Regions from separate parts of the Mus musculus genome. Here region 1 is linked to region 2. A link is a contact called in public Hi-C data. All regions are on one chromosome and are shown on one strand. The core of a region is the stretch at or near the end of the contact, and the rest is flanking DNA. Distances in the headings are between cores, read along the strand shown. Region 1 overlaps Clybl (citrate lyase beta like). Region 2 holds the start of Clybl (citrate lyase beta like).

Region 1 (5,670 bases), core at 328-2,827, 42 kb after region 2:
AAAGCTCTAAAGTCATCGTTCAAAGGTATGTTATTGATTGGTATGTGGGGGGGGGGGGCATCAAGTGGACCTGAATGGGCAGAGCAAACAACTCCCTCTCTACCAGAAGGGATGACATGCCACCATTTTAAAATTAAGTAGCATTTTAGGGCCCAGTGTGGCGGTACACACCTATAATCTCAACACTTTGGAGGCTAAGGTAGAAGATACGTTGCATGTAGCCTGGGTCACATAGCTGGACCCCTCCCCCCAAAGGATAACATTGATGAGCAGCTACTCCTGGCCCCAGGTCCTCCTCCCTTTAGAAATGAGCCTCACCTGAGCTCTGCCACATGCCCCATTCCTTGAAAGCAGAGAAGTGGGGGTATTTAGAGCTGAGGCTCACTGACCCACCGGGCACCCTAGGCCTTGAATGACTCTTGGCATCTTCCTTTCTGTCAGCCAATGAATCTGTGCTGAGCCCTGGTCCTTCCGGGCTCCCTGGGAGACAGCATTTAGTGATGACCTGGCTCCTTTCTCACTGAGGCCAGCTTAGGGAATGGACGTGTGAATGAGGATTTGTGTGGCCATAGAACCGGATTCAGGCCCGAGTCTTCTCCAGAAACAAAGGCAAGTCTGTTACAACAACTGCCCTCCTTCTCACAGGGTCTGTGATCCCATGGGTGTGGCCCGGAGCAACAGTGTTGCATTTTGTCCCTGTTCTGACTATGCTGGTCCAGGTGTCTTTACCTGGAACTCATAAAATGGAGACAGAACAGTGGCCTCTAGTGGCTGATGGGGCCCTCTGGGACCACCTGCTACCAGTGAGTGACCCACGCTACCGTCTTGCCAGCAAAACGCACGCAGGCCACTCGGATCCTTCTGCAGTAAAGCTTTAATACATCTCGAGAGATAGATGATCAACTTCAGGAGAGGAGACCCAGAGAGCAGAAAGCCCTTCCCTTTTATAGGCTGTGTAAAACGGTTGGAGACGTGCACCACCCGAATTGGCTGCCCACTATCAGTCAGTTAACGCCACGAGAGAGGCAGGGCTCAGGCAATGACGCCTGCACACATTTTACTATGAGCAATGGATGTCAGCGCCATCTTGTAACGGTGACTGTGAGGGCGGCTCCTCACAAGTGAGGACAGCCCACTGATGCTTAGGCCACTGAAGGGCCACACCCAAAGCTGGGTGAGAGTGTCCTATCATCCCAGGACAAGGCATGCTGGTAGGCTGGTCTGCTGTGGAGCTTACATTGCAGTCCAGGCAGCTGGAGCAGGAGAAGCTGCTAGCTTGTCTAGCTGCAAGGAGGGCTTCATATCCCTAGAGTGTACAATAACACACACACACACACACACACACACACACACACACACAAAGAGGACTCAGAGAGGTCTAGGTATGAGTGCCCAGACAGGGAGCTTTTCCTCATCAAAGTTGATCAGCTGACGTCTGAAGGGCAGGTGTGAATGGCGGGAGACTCCGTTTTCATGGAGTCTGTCCTTCAGAATGGTCAAAGTAATTCCTTAGTAGAAGTGGCCTCTTTACCCTTCTCTGTGGGGCTTGTGAGCAGCTTCAGTGTTGACAATCTGATACTGTGTTGCTTTTTCTAGTCAGAAGCCATCTTGGGCCCCTCCCACTTCCTGCTTTGTTTTCTGAAGCTGTTTAGGTTTTTGTTTTTGTTTTTCCTTTTCCTTTAGGTTCATTTTGTAACCAGGGCAACAAATGCTGCCATGAGTGGACAGGAGGGTTGGGAATGCTGGAACCAAATCATCTTGGGGAGATGGGTTAGGAGGCTTATGTTTCTGTACGGTAAGTGCGGTGACTAGACTGTAGTTCTGGAGTGGTCACTAGATGGCACTCACACACTGGTGTTAAACCAGTCCAGGACTCCCCACTTTGGCGCCTGTATATTCTCCAGAGAGGCTGACTGGCCAAAGCTTTGTATCCCTCCACTCTTGATGGTCTACAGAGATCTAAACAGACGGATACGTGCCTCTGTCTAACTCATTTCACCTGATACTGAGCGATCTTAAGAACCTGGCAAAAATACCTTCAAAGGTCTTAAAACCCTGTCAGCTGCTTAACCCCGGCTTGCTCTTCTCCTGAGCAAATGCAGTGAACCCATCTTTGCAGTAGAGAAACTTATCTGTTTCTCTCCTAGTCGTTTCACAGATATTCTCAGTGGGAAGAATAGGAAGTGAGGGTGAGGGAGGCATTAAAAAGATTAGCACGTCAGAAGGAGATCTATCTAAAACAGAACTACAGCTTGGTAAAATACAACGGAACCTGCTAGATAGAGATTAATATTATTTTATCAGGTCTATTGTTAGACAGTTTCAAACAAGCGAAGCATCATTTGCATGTTCTTGTGTATTGCTGGAGTAGGAGGCAGGAAACCGTATGTTCTTCTTTCTACAAGTTGTATGTGCATCACAGAAAAACCCAATCTTAACTTCGTAAATCTGTTCTGATGGAACAGGAAGGGAATAATGAATTTCTAAGGTCACCTCGGCTCCTGCCTGGTTCAATCCTCTCTGAGCTGAGTGGACATCTTGGGGAGGGGCCCTCGTGGCTCTCTCAGGCATGGGCACGCTTCTTCATCTATGCTCTTCTTAGCTGAGATAACAGTGCTCTGAGCCCCACTGGTAAGGTTAACCTGGGTGCCGCAGGACAGCAGATGGGAATTCTGGTTTGCAGCCACTGCGGAAAAATAAAAACATGTTCCAGAGGGGAAGGGAGCTTGTATTTCTGCGTTTGAACCTTTGATCCACATTCGCTTCTGAAGGGAGGGCTAAACCTTTTGGTGGAGACACATGGCTTGACATCTGTGAAAACACAGCTGTATGGAGCAAAGAAAAGTTGGGGAAAACACAATGGTTTTGCTGTGTCAGGGCCGTTAGTGCTCGAATTCTAGACAAATATTGTCTTTTGATAGTTCTCGCAGAAGGCCTTCTAGATTTTCCCAGGTAATTGCTTAGTAATGTTATTCTTTGAATTTCAGATTTTGAGCCACCTTTTAAGAAGTGAGACATAGGTTTTTCTCTTCTCTCCTCTCTATAAAGACAGTAAAATAAATGAATTGTTGTGATGACCTAGCTGGCAGCCGGGAGGTGGGAAGAAATCAAACCCTTTGAAACAGATGACGGTAGACATCACGATTTGCTTTCGTTTATTTTTTTTTTAATGGAAATATTGGACATAGAGCTTTGTTCCCGACGTTACAGCAAAGATGGGGCCTTCGAAGAGCTTGGCCCTTGGAAACTTGCTTTGTTTTGAGCAATTAAGGTTTGTCACTGAGCGGATGGAGAAGCCCTGCTTCCATTCATCTGTAAATAGCAGTCTTAGCACGTCTCTCCATCCCTCTCCCCAGCCCCTCGGCCAAGAGAGGTATTTAGCGAGGTCTTCCTTCGTCCCCACTTTTCCCTCTGCCTTCCTCTTGACCTTTCCCCTTTTCCTACTATCGAGTCTGTGACCTGTTAGCTCTTCCTTGTCCCTTGGTAATGGGATATCTCTGGACCCTCCCATTCCTCCTGTACCAGTGTGGCCACCAAGACATCCTGGGATGAGGGTTTGAAGTGGAAGCAGAAGCCTGGACAGCGGCTGCCCCATCCCCCAACCCAGTCTCACTTTCCAGTACCCACCACTTCAGCAGCAGCCATGTGTCCCCGAAATGAGATTACCGTGGGGTTTCTTTAAGAGAAAGATACAAATATTCACCTTTGGGGGCCATCCTGCTGCCAGAAGGAGTGTGAACTAAAGTCCTCCCAGACACCCCAAAACTTTCCCCTTTGAAGTCATCCTGCCTTCCCCTTGCAGGAGAGGAAAGAAGAGCCGAGTAGATGTCAGGACCTCTGAAATGCTGACTTAGCCTTTTCCCTAGGCCTCCTGTGGGCTCATCCTCGGGCCTTTCAACTGTTCCTTTTGAAACTGCAGAGTTAGGTGGCCAGGCCTTTCCACACTGTCCCAGCCACCAGCATCTGCTCCGGGCAGCAAAGGGAAGAGGCTGAGGGTAGGTAGGAGGAAAACATGGGTGACAGTTAGCCTTGGAACAGTTTCAGGGCTTATCCACCTTGTTAACAAAAAAAAAAAAAAAAAAAAAAAACTTCCCAAAATCAAATAACACCCCCCCACCTCACCCCACCCCCCCACCTCACCCCATACCCCCCCATCAAAGCCAAGCCCCTCTTGCTGGCTGCATTTTGTCCCTGGGACTGTGGGTGTCACCCCAGCTTCTTTTTTTGGAATTTGAGCTTGCGATGCAAAGGACTTGGTGAAGCCTATTAATTTTTCAGGCAAAACAGATCAAGGGAAGTCTTTGATGCGGCCTTCCCTCATTTGGTATTCAAAGGTAAAGAGCCTACCCTCTTCTCTTTGCTTTTGACATAATTAAAAGAGATTGCCCCCCACCTCAGTGACCACAAAAAAAAAAAGTCACCAGTATTTTTTGAAGTAAAAGTTCTAACTTTTTATATCAAGGCTGTTGTTTGGGGGCCCTAAATACAACCGGTATTTATGTTGTTGCATGCTGTCTGTCTACCTTGCATTTTAAGTTTGGCAGATGGGGTTACATTGGATCTTTTCCTCGATACACACACACACACACACACACACGCGCGCGCGCGCACACACACCCAGAAATTTGAAGTAACCTTGGACACCTAACTGATTTTTATACTGGAGTGTCCTAAAGTTCCATGAAGTGGACTCTCAGGTTCTCCCATCTGCTGTGTTTAACCTCAAATTGTGACCCAAGAAGGCCCAGCAAGGCCCTTTGTCTTATCTGAGCATTTCCATGCTGGCTGGTGAGGCCTTAGGTTTTTCACTACATATGCAAAGAGCCTGGCTTGGATTTTTTTTTTTTAACACCCTCTGTTTTTGCTTGTTGCTGGTGTCCCTGTTTCCCATTGTATTGGTTGTTGACGCCCAGGGCCACTGTTCATTCTTCTTGATTGGCCTTGCCCCAAACATCTCAGGATGGATTAAAAATTCATGCACCAGGCTGAATCAGTTGTGTGTTACGATAGTTTTATTTCTCTATCTAGAGGTAGGTAATATTTTAAAGGTACTGTGCCCATGAAGTCACCGGAAGCCAATTAAAACTGCCAGCAATCCTCTCCAAAACCTGTTTGGTGGTATAAATAATTGACACTGGGAAATACAGCTGTCGGGGCAGCAGCGGCGCCTCTCTCCCCTGTGAGCCCCGGGAACCAGTTCTGGCCACCCTGTCACCTGGGTTTAAAAACTTGATAATAAGGCCATGTACAAACACATTGTTAAAAGAATCTCTCTCTCCGGCCTGCGGGGAGGGAGGAGAGACTGACGTTATTTACAGGTGTTTGAGAGAAAGAAACGAATCCCGGCGAGGCAGGTAGCCGCGGAATAAAATCGAAGCGCTCCACCGAAACGTCCAGCTTTTAAAAGGATGTGATTAAAAGGGGACAATTTTATGAAGTTGTTATAGCAACTGAAATACTCCGATTGAAATGTGTGTATCTAAACCATGAAAGACCGTAGGAGGCCCGAGAAACAAGGCCAGCATTGTGTTTGGGAAAGGCAGTGGAATAGTGGTAGCTAAATATTCTTTTCCCCCTGGGGTCCTCCTTCCGGGCAGCTGCCTCAGTTTCCACTTCTGAAAATACATGGTGGTGATGCTTCACAAAGTCACCTGAATCCCCAGGCCTTGT
Region 2 (5,857 bases), core at 3,120-5,619:
ACAGAGATAGCCTACCTCTGTCTCCAGAGTGCTGAGATTAAAGATAGGTACCACAATGCCCAGCGTCTTGTACATGTACTTATTTATAATTTTTTATGAGACAGAGTTTCATGTACCTAGGCTGGCCTCAGGCTCACTATGTGGTTGAGTATGTTGCATTCTTTTAAATCCTTTCCATTTGTTTTCTCTCTGTGTATGTGTTCAGGTGCACGTCTTACCTGTTTTTATTTAAGTGTACTCCATGCATGCATGCCTAGTGTCCACAGAGTCAGAAGACAGCATTAGATCCTTTGACACTGGAGTTACAGATGGTTGTTAGCCACCATGTAGGTGCTGGGAGCTGAGCTCCTATCTTGTGCAAGGGCTCTTAACTGCTGAGCCATCTCTCCAGCCTGTCTTGAACTCAACTCTTCTCTTCTCTTCTCTTCTCTTCTCTTCTCTTCTCTTCTCTTCTCTTTTCTTCTCTTCTCTTCTCTTCTCTTCTCTCTTTCTCCCTCTCTCCCTCTCTCCCTCTCTCCCTCTCTCCCTCTCTCCCTCTCTCCCTCTCTCCCTCTCTCCCTCTCTCCCTCTCTCCCTCTCTCCCTCTCTCTTTGAGACAGGGTTTCTCTGTATAGCCCTGGCTGTCCTGGAACTCACTTTGTAGACCAGGCTGGCCTCGAACTCAGAAATCTGCCTGCCTCTGCCTCCCAAGTGCTGGGATTAAAGGCGTGGGCCACCACACCCGGCTCTTTCTCTCTTTAAAGATCTATTTATTTTATATGAGTATACTGTTAGAGGGCATCAGTTCCCATTACAGACAGTTGTGAGCCACCATGTGATTACCGGGACTTGAACTCTCTGGAAGAACTCTCACTCAGTGCTCTTAACCTCTGAAACATCTCTCCAGTCCCTATCTTGAACTCAATCCTTCTGCCCTCACCTCTTAAGTGCTAGGACTACAGGCATGTGTCTATATCCACTTTATGCACTGGGCATGCTCTAGGCATGGAACCCAGGGCCTCATGCATGCCAGGCAAATCTTTTACCCACAGTGCTACATCCTCAGCTCCTCCACAAGCCTTAAAGTCAGTCTTTAAGAGTCATTCCTTGGTAGAGGAACTCTGAGAAGGTTTCATTTTTACTAGGCACCTCAGGGTCCCCTTGATTCTGCAATCCATTACTGCAAACTTAGTGGCTTAAAACAATGTAACAGTTATTATCTTGCCGTTCTAGAGGCCAGGAGTTCAAAACAGCTCTCATGGGGATAAGTTCAGGTGTTCTTGCAGGTTCTTTGGAATGTGGTAGGGCAGTCTTTGGCTGGCTTCCCAGCTTCTAGGGGTCCCATGGCCTTGACTATGGCCCACCCCAGACTCCATTGTGCTTCTAAGTCTCGTACCTACACTGTGATGTGACTCTCTTGCTTCCTTCTCATAGGAATGCTTATCATGACATTGAGTCCTCCCATGTGACCCAGAATAATCTTCTCACCTCAAGCTCCTTCATCACATATGCTGAGTGACACAATCATAGGTTGTAGCAGTTAGGATGCAAGCAATTTGGAGGCCAGTATTCATCCAACCACAGAAACTGAGGCTGGGGGAGAAACACAGTTGGTAGGGTGCTTGTCTGGTATGCACAAAGCCCTGGGTTCGATTCCCAGCACTTCATGAAACCAACATGACCATAGTTCCAACACTTGGGGAAGTGCAGGAAAGAGCATCGGAGTTCAAGTGCAACTTCAGTTGCATAGTGAGTAAGAGGCCACCCTGGTCAATAGGAGACCACGTCTCAAGAAAACAAAACAACAACAACAACAAAAAAATAAATTACATAGACAAGTACTAGAAGAGCTATGGAGACAAAGCAGAGACCATGGCCTAGAAGGTCTACAAGGATCGGCACCGGCCTTCTGATCATAGGGGATGCTGCAGCGTGGGTTGGAAAATCATGCAGTCAGAAAATCAGACGTCAGGCCTTCCGGAGCAGAAGGGTATTTTAAAGGTTATGTAGTCTAACTTCCTCGACTTAAAGAGTGGGAGCTAAGGCCCGGCCGGCTCGCGATGTGGCCATTAGATATTCTGCATTTGGCCTAAATCTGAGAGACGTCTCTTCCTTTCTCCCCAAGGAGCCAGACGCAGCCATCACCCTTATCAAAGGCAGCGCTGGCCGGGAGCGCGGCTGGGAGGGTTTTGTATCTTAGCAGCAGGAGGCAGCAATGATCTCAGAGCCAAGTTCTATCTGTGCCACTGCTTAAAAACCATTCCACAGAACTTCTAATAGGCTTCTTTCTAAGTGCGCCATTCTGAAGTTTGAAACCAGTGACACCGGCCCGCTCAGCCTTTGAGACTCAACTTTGGTGAGAAAACCCTACATCCGGCCAGACAGCAAAAGGAAGGAAAGAATGGATTGTGATAAAGAGCCTTTGGGGTTCCTAACCAGAGAATAAAGGGCTTCATTTTCCTAATGGGTCTGCCCTTTCCCACTGGAAAGTTATTTAAATGTTACAGCAAACAGTGAGGTTGATCAGATATTTTCAGCGGGCGAATCCTAGGAGGTGTTCTGTAGAACCAATACAAAGCTAGATAGTATAAGACAAACAATGAAGGTTAATTGAGTTTTCACGATAATTACAAGGCCATGTGGTGAAAATATAACTCACTTCTATCTAGGACAAATGTATTTGTGAAACAATGCCAAGATTTCAGCCACTTAGGGCCAGGGTGTAGCTCAGTGGTAGATAGAGCTCCTGCCTGCCTGGCTGAGGCCCTAAATTCTACTCCCGAGTATATTATTAAAAAAGGCATTTAGGCCACTTAAACCTGGGCCCAGGAGGTTCTCAGATCCCTGAAGTTTTATGCCTGCTCTACTTTGCCCTGAAGTCTTTCACCCTCCCAACCCGTCTTCCCCCACTACCTCCCCTCAATCCCTCTGACCCCCTCAGGTGCAAAACTTGCAATAACTCTTTTGTGCATGTAACTGACGCCTTACGTGACTTTTATTGATAAATAAAAACTCAAGGCCGGGCGGTGGTGGCACACACCTTTAATCCAAGTACTTGGGAGGCAGAGGCAGGCAGATTTCTGAGTTCAAGGCCAGCCTGGTCTACACAGTGAGTTCCAGGACAGCCAGGGCTATACAGAGAAACCCTGTCTCAAACAACAACAACAACAACAACAACAACAAAAGTTTTAAAAACTCAAACCCCCAGACCTGTGTTTTTACTGGTGGATGGATGGCCATAGAGAAGTGTAACAGGACAAAGAGTGTGATCTAGTATCTGGAGACAGACAAAGCTTGCCTGCTCAGTCTCTTAGTACAAGATATAGATGTGTAAATTAGAGATGGAATGGGTGTTCCTGATACTGCTTTGTCTCAGGCTCCATTTTGGCGGAACAGACTGGGGCCCGCAGTGGAGACAGGAAAGTGGGATGGTCCTCACTGGGTGCAGGCAGGAGAGGTCCGGGTGGGTGTGAGGGGGCCTCACAGAGGGTTTGAACAGTCTGCCCTGTTGGTATCATAAACTAAGCGATAACTCAGTCTTGCAGATATTCGGCATCTGTGCTGCCACTCTGGCTACAAAGGACTTCTGGGGTCTTTTGTTTTTGTTTTTCGGGACAGGGTTTCTCTGTGTAGCCCTGGCTGTCCTGGAACTCACTCTGTAGACCAGGCTGGCTTCGAACGCAGAAATTCTCCTGCCTCCCAAGTGCTGGGATTAAAGGCGTGAGCCACCACGCCCGTCTGGGGTCTATTTTTTAATCCAGCTTCCGACAACGACTTTGAGTGTCAATTCAGAACAAACGGAACGTAGTGACCACCAAAATCAAAACTGCAGAGGTAGAAGACAGAGGAATGGTGGAGGGTGGAGAGTGGAAAGGACCAGACACTAGGTAGGGCACCACTGGATTAGGAAAGACGACCGATGGCAGCTTCTCTCAGTTTCCGGAGACCCGCAGGCATTGGGAAGGGGCCTGTGTGGGTCCCAAGCCTGCACCTTTTCAGGTAGAGCCCATTTGCTTTGACCACTTTTAGCTTATGCACCATCGCAGGCTCACCGACTGTGTTAGGGGCACGTTGATAATAAAAACAGCAAAAAAGCCCCTCGGAAACCTAAATCTTCTCTGCCAGAGAAAACCCAAGTTTCTCTAACTCGTTTCAGAAGCGGGCGGAGCATTGGGTCACCAAAGCCTCCGCGCAGAGCCGCGCAGGGCTCGCAGAGGATTGGAGTGGCTAACGAGGGCGGGCGTGGTTTTGGAAAGAGAAGCGTTGCATGGGGCCTCGCCAGCAGAAGCAAGGTGGGGCTGAGTCTGGCTGGACTGGCCTGGGCTGTGGCAAGCGGGGGGCCGGGCTAAGCCTGGTAGGGCGGGCGTGGCCGAATCCAGCTAGGCGGGGCGAGGGCGGGGCGTAGGCGGGCCAGTCGGGAAGATGGCGTTGTGCGTGCTGCGGAACACGGTTCGTGGAGCGGCGGCGCTGCCCAGGCTGTGAGTTCAGGTTCTCTGTCCCCGCCACGCGGCGAAGGCGGTAGCCAGAGTGGTCTCTGGAGCCTGCATGGGCACTCTAGCCCGATACCTCTGTGCCTCCGGTCCTTGACCTCTGCCAAGGTCGCTGCGGCTGCTGCCTCCCAGTGGGAGGGCTTTGCGTGGACCCGGGCAATGGGTACAAACGTTACTGGGTTGGCAGGGCTGTCAGCATCTGGCATGTACCGCGCTAACTTAGGGGCGCTCTGGAGTAGCTGAGACGCTCACCCCACCTATGTGAAGCACAGTGGTTCCCAAATGTTGTTCTCTGGACCCACTTACCCAACCAAGAATGACTGAGGGTTCCAAAAAGCTTTTGCCAAAATCTGCTCATGAAAAACACTGAATTTTTTTTAGGTGAAAAGAGCATATATTTTGAAGTTTTCTTTGGTTTAACAAGAGACTTTAAGTCTTACGTCATCAGCTTTGGAGTAGATATTTGAAAAGAATTCCATGACTTGGGGAGTGGAGGCAGGAGGACGCAGGTTAAAGGCTACACTTAATCTACATAGCAAGTTTGAGGCCAGCCTGGCCTACATAGCAATACTAGTTGGTAAAGGAACTGTAGATTGTCACAAACAGTGACCCTCCCTCATGACACTTGCCTATCTGTTAACTGCACGTGTCCTGAGTTCTCCTTTAAGGTGTCTTGCCTATTGTGAGGAAACAGGATCAGAGACTGTCTCAAAGTCCCACGGAGCGATGGAGCCAGAGTTCACAGTTTAGCGTTTTTTACATCTTTTGTGTTGTGCTTCATGATTTACCCCAGACCCATGACAGGACCCATATGGTCTTAGGCACCTCATTTTCTCATCTGTGGCCTTGCACCCTGGCTGGAGGAAAATCACTCCTGGAACCTGAGTGGTGGTAAGGGAGGGGTCCTGGGCCAGCCCAGAGATTCCGTTTCTGAAGTGTGAAAGGACCAGTCCTGACCGCACACAGTCACCACTTCTAATAGGCTTGGAGCTTAGTGTAAACTCCTTTTTATCACCACCACCCTGCCCCCCATACCATGCATCATCTCTATCAAGGGCAGGTACTTGGCTTTAGTGAGCCAATTGTGCTAGTGTGGTCCTAGTAAACCCACCAGAGGATGTAAGTGCTGTCTGGGACCAGTAGGCTACTTCTGGAGGCTCCTTGCTTATTTTCAGAGTGTCTGAACCATTGCTGAGCACGCAGGGGCCATTCAAGACCAGAAATCCTGATCCCTGTTTCTGACCCACCAGCGTTTGCCCTGAGCTCTAGACTGTCATGTTATTCATGCAGTTCTCTGTGGCCATGCTGGATGTATATGAATTACTCCGCTTTCAAGGAAGGGAGCATAACTCACTTGACAGAGCCAAGAAATATAGATGGGAACACAC

What was found. A called contact is a pair of places that touch in the nucleus more often than the background predicts.
Region 1: a contact with region 2 is called in a Hi-C map of cerebellar granule neurons, with 2.6 times the contacts expected there. The contact joins the enhancer-like site here to the promoter of Clybl in region 2. A contact is called at or near these places in 4 of 15 datasets of contacts at CTCF or cohesin (CD8 T cells, the G1E-ER4 cell line, embryonic stem cells and 1 more), 39 of 484 Hi-C or Micro-C datasets (B cells, the G1E-ER4 cell line, the HL-1 cell line and 16 more), 5 of 115 datasets of contacts at active chromatin or transcription factors (astrocytes, embryonic stem cells and memory CD8 T cells) and 1 of 9 other capture datasets (embryonic stem cells).

What each region holds. Positions count from the first base shown.
Region 1 is chr14:122,222,069-122,227,738 of GRCm38.p6, forward strand. All of the region lies in intron 1 of Clybl (citrate lyase beta like), which reads left to right. Among named protein-coding and RNA genes, the nearest start is that of 1700108J01Rik, 8.7 kb to the right of the region's middle. Within about 2 kb of position 1,578, at least 84 of the 459 cell types and tissues checked have an H3K27ac peak or open chromatin away from gene starts, as enhancers often do. A contact at or near this core is called in B cells, CD8 T cells, the G1E-ER4 cell line and 6 more, where this site is marked.
Region 2 is chr14:122,177,325-122,183,181 of GRCm38.p6, forward strand. Clybl (citrate lyase beta like) reads left to right here and starts at 4,370. Exons shown (of 8, transcript NM_029556.3): 1 at 4,370-4,457. The coding sequence starts at 4,402.